Regions from separate parts of the Mus musculus genome. Here regions 1, 3 and 4 are each linked to region 2. Evidence: chromatin contacts called from public HiChIP or PLAC-seq, Micro-C and promoter capture Hi-C data. All regions are on one chromosome and are shown on one strand. The core of a region is the stretch at or near the end of the contact, and the rest is flanking DNA. Distances in the headings are between cores, read along the strand shown. Region 1 has its middle 40 kb from the start of Foxf2. Region 2 holds the start of Irf4 (interferon regulatory factor 4). Region 3 holds the start of Foxq1 (forkhead box Q1). Region 4 holds the start of G630018N14Rik (a long non-coding RNA gene).

Region 1 (4,263 bases), core at 1,564-4,063, 920 kb before region 2:
TTATTCTGGCCAGTGAAATATGAACAGAAACACTGGAGAACATTTCTGGGTAGGAGCATTCAGGAGCCAGTGCTGGTACATCTTCCCTACTGGTGGGGATAAAGCACCCAAAACAGTGTGCTGTCAATCTACATGAAGCACCTGAAACATACCAAGCTATCCAAGGAGGGAGTAGTCTGAGGGACGTCTAGTGTGGCAGTACCTCTGCAAGTGTTCACTTTCATTCAGTCTGCCATTGAGAGCTGGAGATTCTTTTGTTGCCTTTTTACCGTGTAGCCCAGCCTATAAATGTCTCTCGGAAAATAGAACTGCCACTCACCCCTCAGCATCTCTCTCTTCCTCAGAATCTCAGAGCATCTTTAGCTGGGTGAATAGGTATGTACAGGGAAAGTGATGTTTCCTTAGTATCCCTTGCAGTTTGGAAATGGCTATGTAACCGGGTTTATTGTGGCAGCCTTCTGTGCCATACATCAATATGGTTCCTTTCCCTTTTTCTTTTTCTTAATATGAGGAAAAACAAGTTGGCCCAAAGAAACTGGATATGTCTTCACTGTATCCTGCCTCAGATGGGGGAAAAGTGTCCCTTCCAGGGTTAGATTATCAAAGGCTGTGTCTTCCATCTTGTTTGCTTGCTTCTTTTCTGGAAAGTCTACTGCTAGTCTGCAAGCCTGTCTATGCTTATGTAGACTGAAGACAGCCTCTGTCCCACAATCAGGAGGGGCTAGGGCTCTCTGTTGTGGGACCTGCATTAACCCCATCCTGTCCTTTCCCAGGGAAAGCTTCATATGAGAATGATTGGCCCTGACAGCGTCTCTGATAGTTCCTAAGGGACCTGGAGCCAGTGGGACTCAGTTCTGCCAGGTCTAGATTCCCGAGCTTTAGAAGGTATGAAATAATGCATGTCTGTTCATTCCCAATGGCTGTAATGTCACATGGGCTCACAGTGAGACCACATGAATAAGTGAGACTCCTGAAGGACGGCAAAGCTGTAAGGGAGGAGGAGCCTGAACCTTGACCATTTCATGGAGCTGACTACATATAAATAAACTACGAGGAACACACACACTTTCTTCTCACTTAAGTTATGTGACCTCGGGTTTCTTCATAAGAAAGCCAAACCTCCCTCCACTGTGGCTGAAATGGTTATACAAATTCTGCTGTAATTCTTACCTGAATTATTCCCGGAAGCCTCCAGGAGGCAAAAAGTTGCTGGATCAACCTTCTTCAAAGAAACTGAGGCACTGATGTCTTTGGATGCTAATAGAGTCTGGTAGGTTAGAGCCACTTTCTGCCTCTAAAACTGAAGGTAACGGAAATCAGTGTCTTGAAAGTGAACTGCAGACTGTGCAAGGGACTGTTGGGCAGTGGAACCTGGGAAGGGCCTGTCACTTTCAGTACAAATATTTGCCCCAATTCTTTTGCTAAGCATCAGGCTAAGCATCTCCTTTCAAAGGTATCGACCTGGGGCTGTGTTTATATTTTCTGAAATCTCAGAAGCTGTTCATCATGTCAGAAATGATGGATGGGTCCTAATCCACAGTAGCAATGTGGTCCCTTCTGCTAGCGGTCAGCTCTCCCTTGGTAAAAAATGAGCTGAAAGGAACTCCATTCATTTCTAAGAGTTATGGGCTGCATCCAGAGGTGGCGCCATAACTGTATGGGGGGAGGGGGAGCTTCTGTTGTTCTAATCCTCAAATTTAACGCTGTAAGAGCCAATAGCTGAAACAAGCAGATACATAAACCGTCACCAACAATGCAGTCTCTAGCCCTCCTAGCTCCTGGCTTCACCAAGTCCTGCCAGTGTGCCCTGCTCTCACTTCTGTTTTAGTGAGGACTCCCGTGAGTGTATGAACAAGGAGAGGATGCAAGCCATCCAACACAAATGCAGACTAATAATTAATAAGAGGTATGCTATGTCTGCTCTTATGCTAGAAGGGTTCTAGGACCATAAAGATCGTTAACCCTAAATGAATTTAGTAGCACTTCAGGTCAATGTCCCACTGGTATTCTGGGAGAACTTAATAAAAATTGTGTTACTGTTGAGCTAGAAAAATAAATATTTGAAAATAACTGAGCACCATCTTGAAAAAGAAGGGAAGACTTGTCTTACACAAATGAAATATGCTCTTATGATACTAAAACAGCTATAGCAATAAAAAAAACAGTGTGGTCCTGGCCCAGGGACAGACAACTGGATTCATGGGCAGGAACAGAAAATCCAGAAAAAGAGTCTCCCAGATCTCACTGTGCATAGAAAAACACTCTCTCTACTCAAACAAAGGAAAGGGGGGAAAAGCTAATGAGTTTTGGCGTAGATTGGAAGGGGGATACCAAAGATCTAACAAGCTGCGGATAAACACATGAAAGGATCGTCAATACTGTAAGCCACTAGGGAAATGCAAATGATGGGCAACGTGGCTGTTTGAATAAATTAAGAAAAACTCAAAACCATGAAGCAATGGAAAACCAAGCGCCAACTCTAGTGACTGGAGCACTTTGCCTCTTCCAGAGGTAGCCTCCTCTGTGATAGAAACCAGTGATGTCCCCCTCTCCAGGTGCACGCCCAAGAAAGAGGAAAACACATGCTCTAATAATAGTAATAATAACAATAATATCCTGTAGGCAGAAGTTCACAGCAACTCTGCTTATAATGAGAAAAAACGTCTCACATGCCCTTCAACTGGTGTATGAAGGGAGAAAACATGCTACATTAGAATTTACTGAACCATGACAGGCTGGAGAAGCCCAACTGCAGCATAGCTGTATCTCCTGCTAACGCCCAGTGACGGAAGCTGCTGTAGGTTAGACAGAGAATGTCTCCAGAGGCCCATATACTAATGACTTGGTCCCCAGAGAGTCACTTTGGGAAGTGGTACCACCCAGCGAGGACAGTTAGTCTCTCTCCCCATCCCTCCACCTCCCTCACCCTTCTCCTTCTCCCTCTCTTTCTTTCTTGCCCATGCAGTGGTTGTGAGAACCTCCAAAGATTGTGCTCTCGAGGAAACTATGGAACCCTGTGTCTATTCTCTTTTTCTATCTTCTGGCCACAATGTGTTTTGTTCTGCTATACTCTTGTCCCAACATTTCCATCCTATATCCCTACTAGAGAAGTGCTGGGTCACCCAATTTGGGGTAGAACCACCAAAATTGTTGTCTTAGTTAGGGTTCCTATTGTTTTGATTAAACACCATGACCAAAAGCAACTTGGGAAGGAAAGGGTTTGTTTTAGCTTAAACGATTTCAGTTTATTTCAGCTTTGTGATGATAGTCACTTAAGAACCTAGCTGATGGATCTGGAGATGCAGGCCACTGGTGGAGCACTTTCATGGCATGAATAGAACCCTGGGTTCCATCCCCAGCACCCCAAAAACAAAGCAAGCCTGTATACACTTAAAGCCAGTTTTATTTAATTTAATATTTAAATATAACAAAATTTTAAATATATTATATCCTGTTTGAGTTAAGAAAACAATTATCCAACCTTCGGTGTGGTAGAAGGCTACTTTAGACCTCGTGTAAAAGTAAAATCCAGTTGAGTCGAGGGCTGAATTGAATTATGGCTTAAGTCAATATTATAACACCCTGAGTTGTAGATCTAAATGGCTTTTATCTGTGTTTCTATGTTGCCCAATGGGACGTCCTTCTGATCACTGGAAGGACAGTGTGAACACGGAGGTAGGGTGGTGGCATTGGAGCCCCGCCCCCACCCCAGGCCACTCACAGAGGTGCATGTAGAGAGGGTTTGCCTGTCCTAGCTTAAGAAACTAGACTCTCATGCTGGGGATGGTTTGTGTGGGGATCTGCCTACCTGCTCGCTGTTTAGTTTTATTCTGTGATCAGTGACATGGTAGACTCCATTTTGGTTTGGTCTTATCTGGTCAGTAGAGCCCAACGCAAGAGCCTGGTTCAGCTCATTGGCTGCCCATCACTTTTACTGAACATCATAACTACACAAACTAAAATATTGTAAGGAGATGTGAGTGAATAAGTTCATAATCTTGGCTGAAGGAGGTCAAAACCCCCTGATTCCCTCGATTTGAGGATGTACAAAAGAAACACGACTTTATAAGTAAGCGTGTTGAAAACTAAATGGATGAAAAATATCTGTAACTCACATGGCAATGGAGTAACTTTACTGTGAAGTAAAGAACTCACTAAAGAAACGGAAAAAAGGAAATGGAAATGAAAATGTAGAAAATGTGTTAGAACAGGCAAATAACAAATTGCCCAGCAGACACTCATTAAGAACAGAGAAGGAAATCA
Region 2 (4,334 bases), core at 53-2,552:
CACATTCCCTGCAACTACCTTCGCATCACTTTGGAGGCGGGAGGAAGCCCCGTCCCAAACTCTTGCAGTGCCCACGAGGCCCCGAGTCTCTGAGGCTGCCAAGGTGCTCGGGTGCAGTGCCAGAGTCTCCGAAGTCCCCCAAGAGAAGGTACTTTGACGAAGGTATAGAGAGCATCCCTTGGCGCGCACCATCCTCCTCCTCCTCCTCCTCCTCCTCCTTTTTTTTTTGCCTGTCTGTTCTTTCTTTTATTAAAAAAATTAGGTAATTTCTTCATTTACATTTACATTAACACGCTCCGTTGAAAGCTCCTAGCTACACAGCTTCTCTGCAGATCCCAAGTCTTGCGCCACGCTGGGGCGCTCACTTTGCTCACTCGTCCCTCTGTGCTGGATCCAAGTAGCTTTCATCCCACTTTTCCCTCACTGTTTCTACACTTGCCCCTTCCTGGGTTTAGGTTGCCCTGGCTGCCCCAGGCGAAAAGGACCTGGCACATGGACTAGCCCTTGTCCAGGTCCTGTGTCCCTGCCATGCAGGTTTGCGGTACCTAGCTTACTCTCTTGACTTTCTTCTATGACACCCTTACTTTGTCCTCGGAATAACCCCAGGCCTACCCAACCAGAGACCATCACGTGGGTCCTGGAAGCAACAAGTGGAAGTCTGGTTATGGGGCAAGCAGCGCAGCCAAGAAACAGGAGATTCCAACCTGCAGAATGTCAGCGTGAACCCTGGCAGGAATGAAGCCGAGGCTGGGAATAAGGGGTGCTGCGGACAGCAACACTAGCACTCTTGCCAGAGAAGTGAAGAAGGGGCATGCGGGGAAAGGGGCTCTGAGCACCCTAAGTTTGGAGCTCTCAGCTCTTCTTGGCTGCCCGGCCTAGGAATCACGCTCTGGAGCCCTAGATGAGTTTGGGTCCTTTAGGAACCAGGGCTGGAAAGGAGCTTTCCACTGGAGCAGAGAGAGTCAGAGGCTGTCCCTCTGAGGACAAGCTGTGGCCAGTGCGATCCTTTGATGACACCACAGTCCCATTAGCTCGTCCCGCCCAGCCCGTGGGGGATGTTCTGGAACTCCCACCCAAACAGCTTCATACAAAACCCGAAGTGCACAGGTCCTAGGGCAGCGTAGATGAGCGGAGCCTGGGTCCGCTATCTCAGCATTCTCCCTCAGGCTCAGAGATGGAAGCCAGGCTTCCTCTGCCACCAGCCTCACACTCCTCCTTCTGCCCGACTACAGGCCTTACCTCACCCGCACTCTTAGCTGAGGGCAGCAAAGGGTCCCAAGTTCAAGTGGTGAAACTAGGAAAGTGAGGTGAGAAAGAGGAACTTTATAGAGCCGGAGGCGGAGTGCAGGGCGGGCGCTTCGGCCCCGCCTTGAGAGGGCGTGGCTTGCCCATACCCAGGACCGCCCCCCACCTCTGCCTTGTGCCTGGGTGTCCCGCAGGAACAGGAGCTTCGGACTAGAGCCCACCGGGTCAAGGGCTGTCCCACTTCAGACAAACCCTGGCTTTCTTCAGCTCCTCCTGTGGAGGGGGCTGGGGACTCTGATGTACTCAGAAATCCTCAACCGGATGGGACAAGTCGGTATGGCCCGTTCCTGTGAAGGTGGAGGCATGCAAAGGGGATACTGGAATCTGCACTGAGCATAGCTGATAACTACTAACTGCTCATGGCCAGGTTGGGAAGTGATGGAGAGTCTGGAGCACAGGGAACTTGGTTCTCACAGCATGTGACAGAAGAGATAGACTGAGAGAGGTCGGGAGCATCCTTGGGCAAAGCGGAGTCTTGTCTCTCTGAGCGTTTAGAGAATATCACGCTCACTAAAAAGAAAAATAGAAAGGCAAGTTTATAAGCCGTGGCCCAAATACTGTGTTTGAAACGCTTATACATGTTGGGTGAATGAAACCGACGAATTGAGATGACTCAGACAAGCACAGTCCCCAAAGTTTCAATCATGGCAACATAAAAGAGATGGGGGATCCCTGAGTACTCAGGTAGTTAGCGCGCTTCCGGATGTCAATTCACCTTAAAATGATAATTTTAACCTCAGCCTCGTGGGAGGCAGTTGCCGGTGAGGTACCAATGCCCCAAATAGAACAGCTAGGCTGACTGAAGGTTTTACTTTATTTTCGTGTTTTCTTTGACCTTCATATGTAAACTCCATGAGCTTTTGCCGCTGACTTTCTCCAGCTCAGCTTGGATGCCTGGAGCTTATATGTTATCTTGGTGTTTTCAGGTAAGCAAGCAGACTACCAGTTTCTGTATCATTTTAGATTACCACCACCACAGGTCAACTTGGAGCGTTTGTAAAGATTTGACAACTTTTTCATTTCACATGTTTCTCAGTTTTTCTTTTAATCTTCCATCCTGGGTTCTGGACTTTAGGAGAAACATCTGATTTTGGCCACAGGAAAACTGGTGCAGAGATGCCCACCGGCATGTTTTTTTTTCCTAACATCAACAGGCTTTCTCAGAAATTAACAGGATGCCATGTCGTTCTTTCACCCCAATTAGTTTTCCATTGTCAGAGCCCTGGTAGTAAACAACAGAGTTTCGTTCAAAGAAAATTTTGGTCACACCCATTTTCCCCTCTTCTTCCTTTGGGGTTTCATTCATTCAAAAATATTCTTTGAACACCTTCTGTCTGTCGGGAACTATCCCGGTCACCAGAGACACACCTCGGAGCAAAGCAGAGATTGTAGCTTCAGATAGCACAGCCTTGCTGCTGAGGAATTACATTTCTTCAAAGCGTGCACAGACTAAGGACAGAAGCAGCCAACCCGAGGTTTTTGGTTTTTTTTTTTTTTCTTTTTTCTTTTTTTCACTTAGACACACGTGTCTTCTACCTTGACTTAGGCGGTTTCAACATTTTCCTCAGCCAATCTACATCCTCTGTTTTCAGAAGTTTAAACAACAGTCATTACAAGAAACCTTTTGAGACTTCACATGGTTATCTTGTTTAAAAGATATGATTACTAATCTTCAACGCCATCTTCTGGTTTACTCGCTCGCTCGTTGTGTGGATCCCCCAGAAGTGATAGTTTAACAGTGAGGTGAATGCAAGCAATAAGCTACCTAAATCATTAAAACTTCCTATTTTATTAGCATCTATTAGTTGCACACAGCAGTGATGGGTTTCATTATGACATTACCTTCATCTCCTCTGTCGCCATTTCTTACCACTCGTCCCTCCAGCCCTCCCCACCCCATGTCTTTAACCAGTCTGCCTTTTACTTTCTTACCCCTGCCCCCAGCATGGGAAAACATGTGAGACACACATTTATTTCACACCACACGACATATTGAGTTCCAGTTTCAACCGTTCCTTGCAAACAGCATACCCCGGTTTCTCTTTTTAGTTGAATGTGATTCCCTTGTGAATCACATGCTCCCATTGTTGCTGGTGGAGAGGAAGGAATGGCCAGGTGGGCCCTTCTAGCTGACCACTAAGAACTTCTTAAATCACAGTCAGACTTGAAAGAATGGGGACAATTTTGCCAGTAGGCAATTTCCCATCCTCTTTCGCACTGACACTTAAGAAAATCGATACATGTCACAGTGAGATGGCGGACTGTTGTTTGAAAAATGTCACAGGAAATTAGTGAATTGAGCATCCGTCCCAAAGGCAGAGCTCCATACTCCCCGAGGAGATTACTAATGTTATTGGGCTAAGGAGCCACTGAGCAGTGATCGAGGTCTGAATGGGGCAAACTTTTCATTCATACTTCCCATAAAAAGACGGTAAGAAAAGCTAGACTGCAGCTCAGTATTTTGAGAATTGACCTTTTAAAATTATACATTCACAAGTAAGAACAAGTGGTTTATAGAGCCAGTCAGTGTTAGATACTCAGAAAGACATTATTCAGCCTAGGGTGTACCGTGGCAGTAGAATGCTTGTCTTGTGTGTGGAAGGCACTGGGTTCAATTCCCAGTACTCTCTCTTCCAAGAGACGGAGACCTTGTTTCGGATAAATGTATTTTCTGATGACCTCACTCTTTTAAAATGAGAACTACATTTGTTTTTGTTTTGTTTTGTTTTGTTTTGTTTTGTTTTGAAGTAAAATTCTATCTTTGGGAAAAATTATTTTATAAAACATTAAAAAATAAAACAGGAAAGAAAAAAACTTTGTTGTTTTAATGCATTGCCTCTGATTTAAAACGAAGACAAAACCTCTGATGCTTTGATTCCAGGTGCATGGACTAACGCCCACTGTGAGCCCTGACAACCACTTCATGATACATGGACGAGAGGAGGTGTCTAGAGTTCACAGGGGTGAAAGCGTGGGTGGTGAGTTAACTTTCCCACGTTCAAGAGTGGCGGTGACCCTGCTTTCTGCAG
Region 3 (3,944 bases), core at 229-2,728, 810 kb before region 2:
GAGCGGGCGGCGGGCGCGGGCTGCGGGGTCCCGGCAGGTCCGGGTGGGGCTTCCTCCGGCCGCAGCCCGGACGCGGAGACTGTGGTCCGGTGGCTGAGGCGCTTGCGGCGGCGGCGGAAGACCCCGTCGGCGAAGGTGTATTCGCTGTTGGGGTTGAGCATCCAGTAGTTGTCCTTGCCCCAGGGCCGCGAGGGGTCGCGCAGCACCTTGACGAAACAGTCGTTGAGCGAGAGGTTGTGGCGCACGGAGTTGCGCCAGCCCGTGTAGCTGCCCCGGAAAAAGGGGAACTTGCCCATGAGGTACTCGTTGATCTCGGCCAGTGTCAGGCGTCCGCCCGCGGAGTCGCGGATGGCCATGGCGATGAGAGCGATGTAGGAGTATGGGGGCTTGGGCCGCCGCGTGTACGGCTTGCTGCGCGCGCCCTCGCCGCCGCCCACGCCGCCCGCGCACGGCCCTGCCGCGGAGGCCTGCGTTCTGCTGTCATCAGTTGCCTCCGGACCGTCTTGGGCGCTCGGCCCGCCACTCGAATTCCTCTCGCCGCCGCCACCTTCCAGATCCCCGGCGCCGCTGCCCGCCGCCGGGCTGTTGGCTGCACAGTCCCCGTCTGAGCCTAAGGAGTCGTCACCAGCCGCGGACAGTGGAGATGGCACGTCGCTGCTGCCGGCCCCCTCCAGATCGCTGCCCATTTTGTCCCCGTGGGCTGCGCGTGGGACGAACACCTCCAATTTCATGCCGGCGCTGGTGCTTCCAGTCCGGCACAGTTACCCCTTTCCTGCGAGGTCGTAGGAAGCGAGTGGCGCCCGGAGTGGCGATCCCGTGGCCCGCTGAGTCTGTCTTCTCCTGGGAGGGACCGCTCCTGCGTCTTTCCGAGAGAGACGCTTTTCCGAAAGGTTCTCCTCCGCTGGGATTTTTTTTGGGAGGGGTTTTGATTGTTGGGTGAAGTGAGGAGTGGAGTGATAGAAGTTGGTGCAGTGCTGTCCTTACTCCGAGGTTTAGAGACTTTGAGCGGAAGACAAGCGAGGAATGAGGGGCCACCCTGCGAAGCGGGGGCCAGGACACACCAGCCTTAGGATTTCGTGCTGGGAGGACCGAGCCGGCGCTTATGCTATCGGTCTGGGCGTCCAAAAGTGTTCCTTCGCTGGATGTCTAGGTCTCAGGCACCGACCTGACGTCTGCTGGCGCACCCGCTACTTTTGAGGATAGGACGTCTTCAGCCTCGAGAGCCCATAGAAAGGAGTCTTCGAGGCCGCCGCACCCGCAGCCGCCTTGCCACCCCCGGCTTCCCGGGCAGCATGTCCGCGCTGGCCGGCCGCAGCAGAATCTCGCCTCCACCTTCGGTCCGGCCCAATATAACCCTGCGGCGGCTCCGCGCGGGCGGGGCCTGGGCGCCCACGGCCAGGGGGTGGGGGAACTAGGTGGCCGAGGTGGCCGCGGCTCCCCCCAAGGCGTTCATCAGGCCGAGGCCACGCGGCGGCGCGGCCACAGAGTCTCCGCGGGCGCAGGTTGTTTGTTTTGGGTCTGGCCGGCCCCGCCCTTTCGGTCTCGCCAATGGGGAGCGAGCGCACGGCTAGGGTGTGCGCGCGAGTGTGCGCGCCTGTGCGGCTGCCCCGCCCGCCCCGCTGCGCAGGTAGGAGCTTCTGGCTTCCCGCGGCCACCGAGTGGGTTTCTGCGCCCCCCGGACTCACCAAGACGATTGCTCTCCTATACCTGGTAGAGCTGACACTTTTTGGACGCTCCAGAGAGACACCTAAAAGGGCTTAGGCCGAGGGACTGGTTGCATAGGTCTGGCCGCCGTCCTGAGCTGCGCGCTGCGTGCAGCCTGCGGATTTTTTTGGCAAGGAGAGCCAATATTCTTAGGAAAGGAAATCCCTGGTGATAATTGAATCGCTGAACTGCAGACACCCCGTGGAACAGCCTTTGCATTGACCTCTTTCGTGCCCTTCCTCTTACTTCCTCTCTATGGCCAACTTTACCCCTTGTAACAAGTAAAAACCACGAGCTTGAAATTCTATGATTCTTTTTGGTTGATCGTGCCTCTTGTTTCTTAGCCGGCTTCCGACTTTCACTTTTATTTTGTCATACCTGGCTGGAGGCTCTGGGGGGAAGGAGGCAACGCCCCATACTTTTACCGGGAGGCCGCTTTGCAAGAGAGGTGCCCGGCTCTGCCTGCCTTGAGTCCCTTCCGAAGTCTTGTGACGTGGGCTTTGCCCACAGCCATGCAGTGCCCGGGTCTAGCAATCAACAAGAATCACGGGAGGATGTGTGTTCCTTGGGGCATGAGGCAAAGGCAAGGCGTGTTTATCGCTATTTGTCTGCAACTGTGCTCTAGAACTTGCCTTGGCTTTAGTGGCACGGGTGTCAAACAGGAAAGGAGGCCTCTTCTGCAACTCCTCCGACTCCCTGACAACTCTGTGTCAGTTCTCCAAGGAAAGGGGCCTTGCACTAGGAAGGGTGCACTTTTGACCCTATGCCTACCACGCCAGCTTCCTCCTTCTTCCTGCTTTTGTTGCGAATAATGTTGAGGCTGCGACTATGTGGGAGAGCATGTTTGAAGTTTATTTTATTACTTTCCACCATTTGTGTGGAAAGCATACACAAGCTTCTCTTCTCTTAAGTCAAGAAGCCGTAAAGGCGCTCAGAATGCAGTGGGCATCTTGACAGCCAGCAGGAATCTGATGTTTTGTAGTATGCAGGGAGTAACTGTTTACCACGTGGTGCGTTCCTCCAGCCTCGAAAAACAGCCTCTTTCAAGGGGTTCCTCTTAGCTCCTGCCCGCAAATGGATGGTCCCTAGGTCCTGGCCAGGGGAGTGCGTTGGGATGAGAATTAGCCCAGTGCAAGGTGACAAAGCATTGATTTGGCCAGGGATAAAAGACATTGTTAATGAAGGTTGTCCTTATTTGAACTCAGCGTGCCTGTTTTATGGAGGAGATACATTTAGGAGGGTTAAGACTCAATAGGCAATAGGCAATAGGGAGATTCCAGGCCTAGGAACACCAGTGGCTGCTAATCCACTCACTGCCAGTCCACCTCACTGCCAGTCCCGCACTTCATCCGTCACCACCTCTCACTAGCTGCAGCAGATACTCTCCTTACCTTGATCTTGGTTAGGCGAGGAAATGCCTATTCCTCGTCCCTATTAAGCTGACTGTTGGGTTTGGAGCTTGTGATGGGGGAGGAGAGGAGGATGGAGAATTCTCAGCTGGGGTGAGGGTGGGGCAACTCTTTCTACTTTGAGAGTTCTTTGGGAGGTTGGAATGGCTAGGTAAGATACTACCCATGGACCACTACGACGACTTCGGAGAGGAAGACCCCAGGAGGAAAATGGCTGGGTCCAGCTATCTGGGAAGGGGAAGAGGAACCTGGGAACTAGGATACAGACTCCATCAAGATGGAGTCTTGTCTTTATTTCTTGGCTGTATATCCTATTCTTGCCCCATCGATACCATGTGCTGAGAAAAAAGTTTGTCTTAAGTTAAAAATCACAAATAAAACTCTTCTATGCGGTTGCAGTTGATTTGACTGTTTTGAGCTGATGTTTTGTGTCTGGAGAATTCATTCACCTTCTATGGATGATAAAGGAAAACAGCAAGAAGAGAAGAAGAAAGATGTCTGTTTTCCGAATCTCTATCCCCACACCCTTGAGGTTGGGGTTTCCAAGTTTAAAAGAACAGACACCAACTCCTCGTCCCCAATCTCCAGTTTCTTCACAAATTCCCCCCCCCCCCCATTTTTTTTGATGATGTCTCCTTTAGCTTTGTCTTTGGGGATTCTGATAATTGATGGATTGATAAGTGCCTGTGGGTGGTGCCTGACCAAGTAGCTGAGGTTGCGAAAGGCTTACTAGCTACTTCTCTTGCCCTTTAATTTTCAGGGAGATGAGTAGCTGAGCTATGTGGAGGAAACACTCAGATCTCTGTGACCTTCTTTCCTCCCTGAAGTGGG
Region 4 (3,928 bases), core at 30-2,529, 660 kb before region 2:
GCGGCTCCAGGGTTGCTGGGCTTGGATCATCACATTGAAACAGTGGATGCTGAGAAGAAAGATGATGGAAACAGAAGCCAAGAGGACACTGCCCAGGAGGGCATTCAGTTTAGGGACAAAGGCAGGGAGATACCTTCCCTGTAGAAAAGACTCAATCCTATCTTTATTTGGGGGCCACCATGATAATAGGTATGGGGCAACAGATTTTAACAATGTAGGTGTAAGAGAAATACACCAGCTATGTTGTGTTCTCAAAGATGTCTCTATTGATGGCAGATATGTTCTTTTGAATTGAGTCATTCTTAGCTCTTTCAAACAATAATATGCATCATATTTCTGCAGAACCAGCACCTATGAAGTCCATGACGATCTGTATCCTATCATCTTCTTTTGTTAGGAATGCTCACTGTGGAGCAGAGCTGTGCTGCAGCACATTTGACTAGTAGAGCTGAAGTTTCTCCTTAGTTCTGTGGTTCATACCACAAGTTTCTAGGACTGTAATCTCTCACTATGAATGACACTTCTGTCTTACAAACTCCAAACTTTCAAATATCTGACTATCCTGAGAGTGAATACTGCTCGAATTGAAGATATGAAATTTGCGGTGGAGCATTAAAATGAAAGATGCTATGACTGGTTAACTCCACTCTGAGGGAATTTTGCGTTTTGCCTGATTGGACATACCAGAAAACTATTTAAAAGTTTGATTTACTCCCTGTAAAGAAGGCTGTGTTGTTTAAGATGGTTATAGCATATTACACTGCACTTATGGACAGAAGCTGTATATAGCTGCCAGGCTTCAAGCTCCTTCATGTTTATCAGGATGCTTTCAAATTGTCCGCATGTCCTTATGGAAGCATCTCTCTGTCCCAGTCCACACCCTATCTCGGGGTTCATTTGTGTGCTCTTTAAGAGTTCCCCTTGGCTTCTCTAAGTATATGCATATGGCTTGAAATATATTAATCACTTTTCAAAGTCTTCAAGTGCTTGCAATAATTTCCATAAACCAAATTTAATTCAGGTGGGCCTGCTGCCAACAGACGGACCAACCCCAGGGTGGGTCTCTGGCATTTCTTCTTGAATGCTTCATGCCATTAAGGAGAAGTGTTTCAAGCAAAAAGGGAGAGTCCAATTATGCCAAGTTGTGAAGGTTTTTTTTTTTTTTAATGTCCTGTTTTTACAGTAATCTAAGGTTTTGTGCCAAGCCATAAGTATGCCTAATTTTAGCTCAGCTCCTCAGTCAGAAGCAAGCATGTCTGTCTGTCTGTTCTCTTTCAGTTCTTTACATTAGCTCCCTTAAGGCTCTATCTGCCTTTGAGCTTGCTTACCGGCAGTGCTTCTGACCACTCATGGGTTAATTTGAGGCAGCACAGCCAGGCGCCTGTCAGCTCTAATGGATTCATCACTATTAATAAGTTTGGCGCCTAATTTACTACGAGCTGGCACTGGCAATGACGCTGAGAGATCACATGTCCCAGCTGATGCGCAGATTCTTCCCCACTGAAATGGACGTTTCTGCCAAAGTCAATGAGTAAAACTGACAGTGCGGATGACTAACCTCCAGCCCAGAGCCTTTGGCAGCTCACACCTTTGTGCAAAGCACGGTACGTTGTTTAAATTCTTTCAGATTATGATGATGGCAATAGTAGAGATATTTAGTAAATGAGGGAAGTGTGGCCTCCCTACTATCTGCAATGAAGCCTGCAAAAAGGGGATCATTGTTGGCAGGGGGACCTAGTATCATTTGTGAGAGGAGAGAAATGATCAGACCCTTTGCCACACCCTGCTGCCTGTGCTATAGGCCAAACAAATGCCTATCATTGGCCTCAGTTGAAAAGCTAATTTGCAGCTTGTTGAAAAGATGAGGCTCTTTGATACAGAGAAATATCTGGAAAGCAACAGAGTGCACAATACCCACATTTGCTCAGGAGCTGGATATGCCAAAGTGATGATAGTCGAAGAACTTTGGTGATTTTGCAATTTTACAGTCTCCAGATGCCCTGAACATCTAATGTTGATTCACAGCTCTCTGTAAAGCAAGAAGAGTCATGCTAAGATCAGAGAGGTCATTCCTGGTATCCAAGACCAGGCAGTTGGCATAGATAAACAGGAGACAAATGTCCAATGGCACAGCCTCGCCTGATACAAACTTAAGATCTCCATTTGGAAGAGGGAAGCTACTGAGTTTCAGAGGGTCTCTACTTACTATATTAAACTTGGTTTCTCTTTGAGGCCATCTTAAATTCATGACTTACAACCTCAGCCCATGGTCTGGGGTATAAGGACAGTTCAATATCAGTGCTTGCTTTGTAGTTCAAAATTATCTTAAAATTCTTATACGTGGAATTAAAACATTTTAGGAGTTGTGATGTCCTAAAACAAAATGTTCTGATCATGCCCAGTGAGGACAAAAAGGATGGACCTGTGTTTTCTAACCTCAGCCGTATCAAAGCAATGCAGTTGAGAGCATTGGAAGGAGGGTGTTCTATGCACTCACGGTCTGGATTCTTTGACTCTACATCTTCAAGAAGATGTAAAGTACAAGTCTTTACCTTACTGGAGGAACTAATAGCATTCATTACTCAGATGTTGTTCTGGTTTTTGGTTGTTTTGTTTGTTTTCCTACACAGCATCTACCGGACCAGTTTTGATTTTGTCATAGCTTCTTAGCTTGCTTATTCTCCATGTTGCTCCCTCTGGTTTTCAGCTTTGTGAAACCCTATTGTACACTCAAGTTTACCAGCATCTTTTGTCCTCTCCATTATAAGATTAATTTTGGTTTTATATTTTTCAGATCCAGTAGTTCCCTTTGGTTCTTTATCAGCATCTATTTCTCTGATGAGCTTGAGGAACTGTTATTATTAGCTATAGGTACACGCCTTTATATCCTAGAACAACACCAAAATATCATTTTAAGTTGATTCTTCTCAAACAATGACCATCTGTATAAAATACGAATGTCTGACCAAGGAAATATGTGTGTTTTTTGGATAATACATGCATGTTTTGGAGACACAATTTTAAAAGGTAAGGTTTAATTGGACAATCTTAAAATCCTGACAGAGTATAACCTGTTGTTATATATCAGTGATCCACCTAGAAGAAACTGTTAGTTATATGACCCAATTTTAATATCATCTATTCTTTGTCTGATTATAGGAAGTGCCTTCTTAATTGAGTGAAAATATGCATCTTAAATGGGGCTTGAGTTTTGCAAAGATTTATTTTTTTCCTTCTTGTTAAAACAAACCATTTTGTCTGCTAATTATGAATCTTAGTCATTGTGGGTCAGACTACATTGAGGCGCCTCTTGAGTTTCTTGTGGATGTTATAAATGGTTTGATGTAGAAACTCTGAATTATGGTATGCTCTTCTGGGAAACATTGTGTTTTTTGTTTAATCTCAGTTACACAGATTGGTCCCGAGGATTCACAGACTGGTCTAAGGCTCTGGACTCCACCTTGGTAGGTATTCCTACCCTTCAGCCCACTTTGGGGTTCTCTTCTGTGTTTCCCTTGTTCTCCATGTTGAATCCAGTTGTTGCAGCAGTGTTAAGTAAAAGAAGATCTTCTTCCTCTCTTAGAACTTGAAAAGCCATTGTATTTCCATGTGCTGTCTAATGGTAGGGATTTTTATAGCCTCAGGAAATTATTTCTAAGCATCACTGTTTACAAATTATATTTTTTCAGTATGCTTTGATCAAGGTAAGAACTTTTGTGATAGGTTTAACTCTTGTACTAGAACCTTTGATACTAAGCATCACTCATAATTTATATTTTATTCTCATTCAAAAACAAATGTTTTCTGAAGGCTCAACATGTGGTGGGATGAAATACAGAGTAAGACATCCTGACAGCCCATTATAGCACTCCCAGTTGGTAATTGTTTCAGCTTAAATGTACAAGAGGGAAGGAGAGGTGGGAACAAA

What was found. Promoter capture Hi-C pulls out the DNA fragments that hold promoters and counts their contacts. Hi-C and Micro-C count contacts between places; a contact is called where the count stands out from the background. HiChIP or PLAC-seq counts read pairs in DNA pulled down with a chosen protein or histone mark.
Region 1: an H3K27ac HiChIP or PLAC-seq map of large pre-B cells shows a contact between it and region 2, with 5 times the contacts expected there. The contact joins the enhancer-like site here to the promoter of Irf4 in region 2. A contact is called at or near these places in 6 of 39 promoter capture datasets (the 3T3-L1 cell line, the C10 cell line, embryonic stem cells and 1 more) and 2 of 115 datasets of contacts at active chromatin or transcription factors (embryonic stem cells and large pre-B cells).
Region 3: a contact with region 2 is called in a Micro-C map of embryonic stem cells, with 3 times the contacts expected there. The contact joins the promoter of Foxq1 here to the promoter of Irf4 in region 2. A contact is called at or near these places in 6 of 39 promoter capture datasets (cranial neural crest, embryonic stem cells, hippocampal neurons and 1 more), 8 of 484 Hi-C or Micro-C datasets (all in embryonic stem cells), 2 of 115 datasets of contacts at active chromatin or transcription factors (both in embryonic stem cells) and 1 of 9 other capture datasets (embryonic stem cells).
Region 4: a contact with region 2 is called in a promoter capture Hi-C map of neutrophils, with 3 times the contacts expected there. The contact joins the promoter of G630018N14Rik here to the promoter of Irf4 in region 2. A contact is called at or near these places in 2 of 39 promoter capture datasets (hippocampal neurons and neutrophils).

Annotation. Positions count from the first base shown.
Region 1 is chr13:31,663,686-31,667,948 of GRCm38.p6, reverse strand. No RefSeq gene overlaps it. Among named protein-coding and RNA genes, the nearest start is that of Foxf2, 40 kb to the right of the region's middle. Within about 2 kb of position 2,813, at least 9 of the 459 cell types and tissues checked have an H3K27ac peak or open chromatin away from gene starts, as enhancers often do.
Region 2 is chr13:30,746,201-30,750,534 of GRCm38.p6, reverse strand. It overlaps Irf4 (interferon regulatory factor 4), which reads right to left and starts at 1,302. Exons shown (of 9, transcript NM_013674.2): 1 at 1,240-1,302.
Region 3 is chr13:31,555,704-31,559,647 of GRCm38.p6, reverse strand. It overlaps Foxq1 (forkhead box Q1), which reads right to left and starts at 1,478. Exons shown (of 1, transcript NM_008239.4): 1 at 1-1,478. The coding sequence starts at 731.
Region 4 is chr13:31,406,454-31,410,381 of GRCm38.p6, reverse strand. G630018N14Rik (a long non-coding RNA gene) reads left to right here and starts at 1,279. Exons shown (of 10, transcript XR_003950526.1): 1 at 1,279-1,604; 2 at 2,795-3,027; 3 at 3,407-3,464.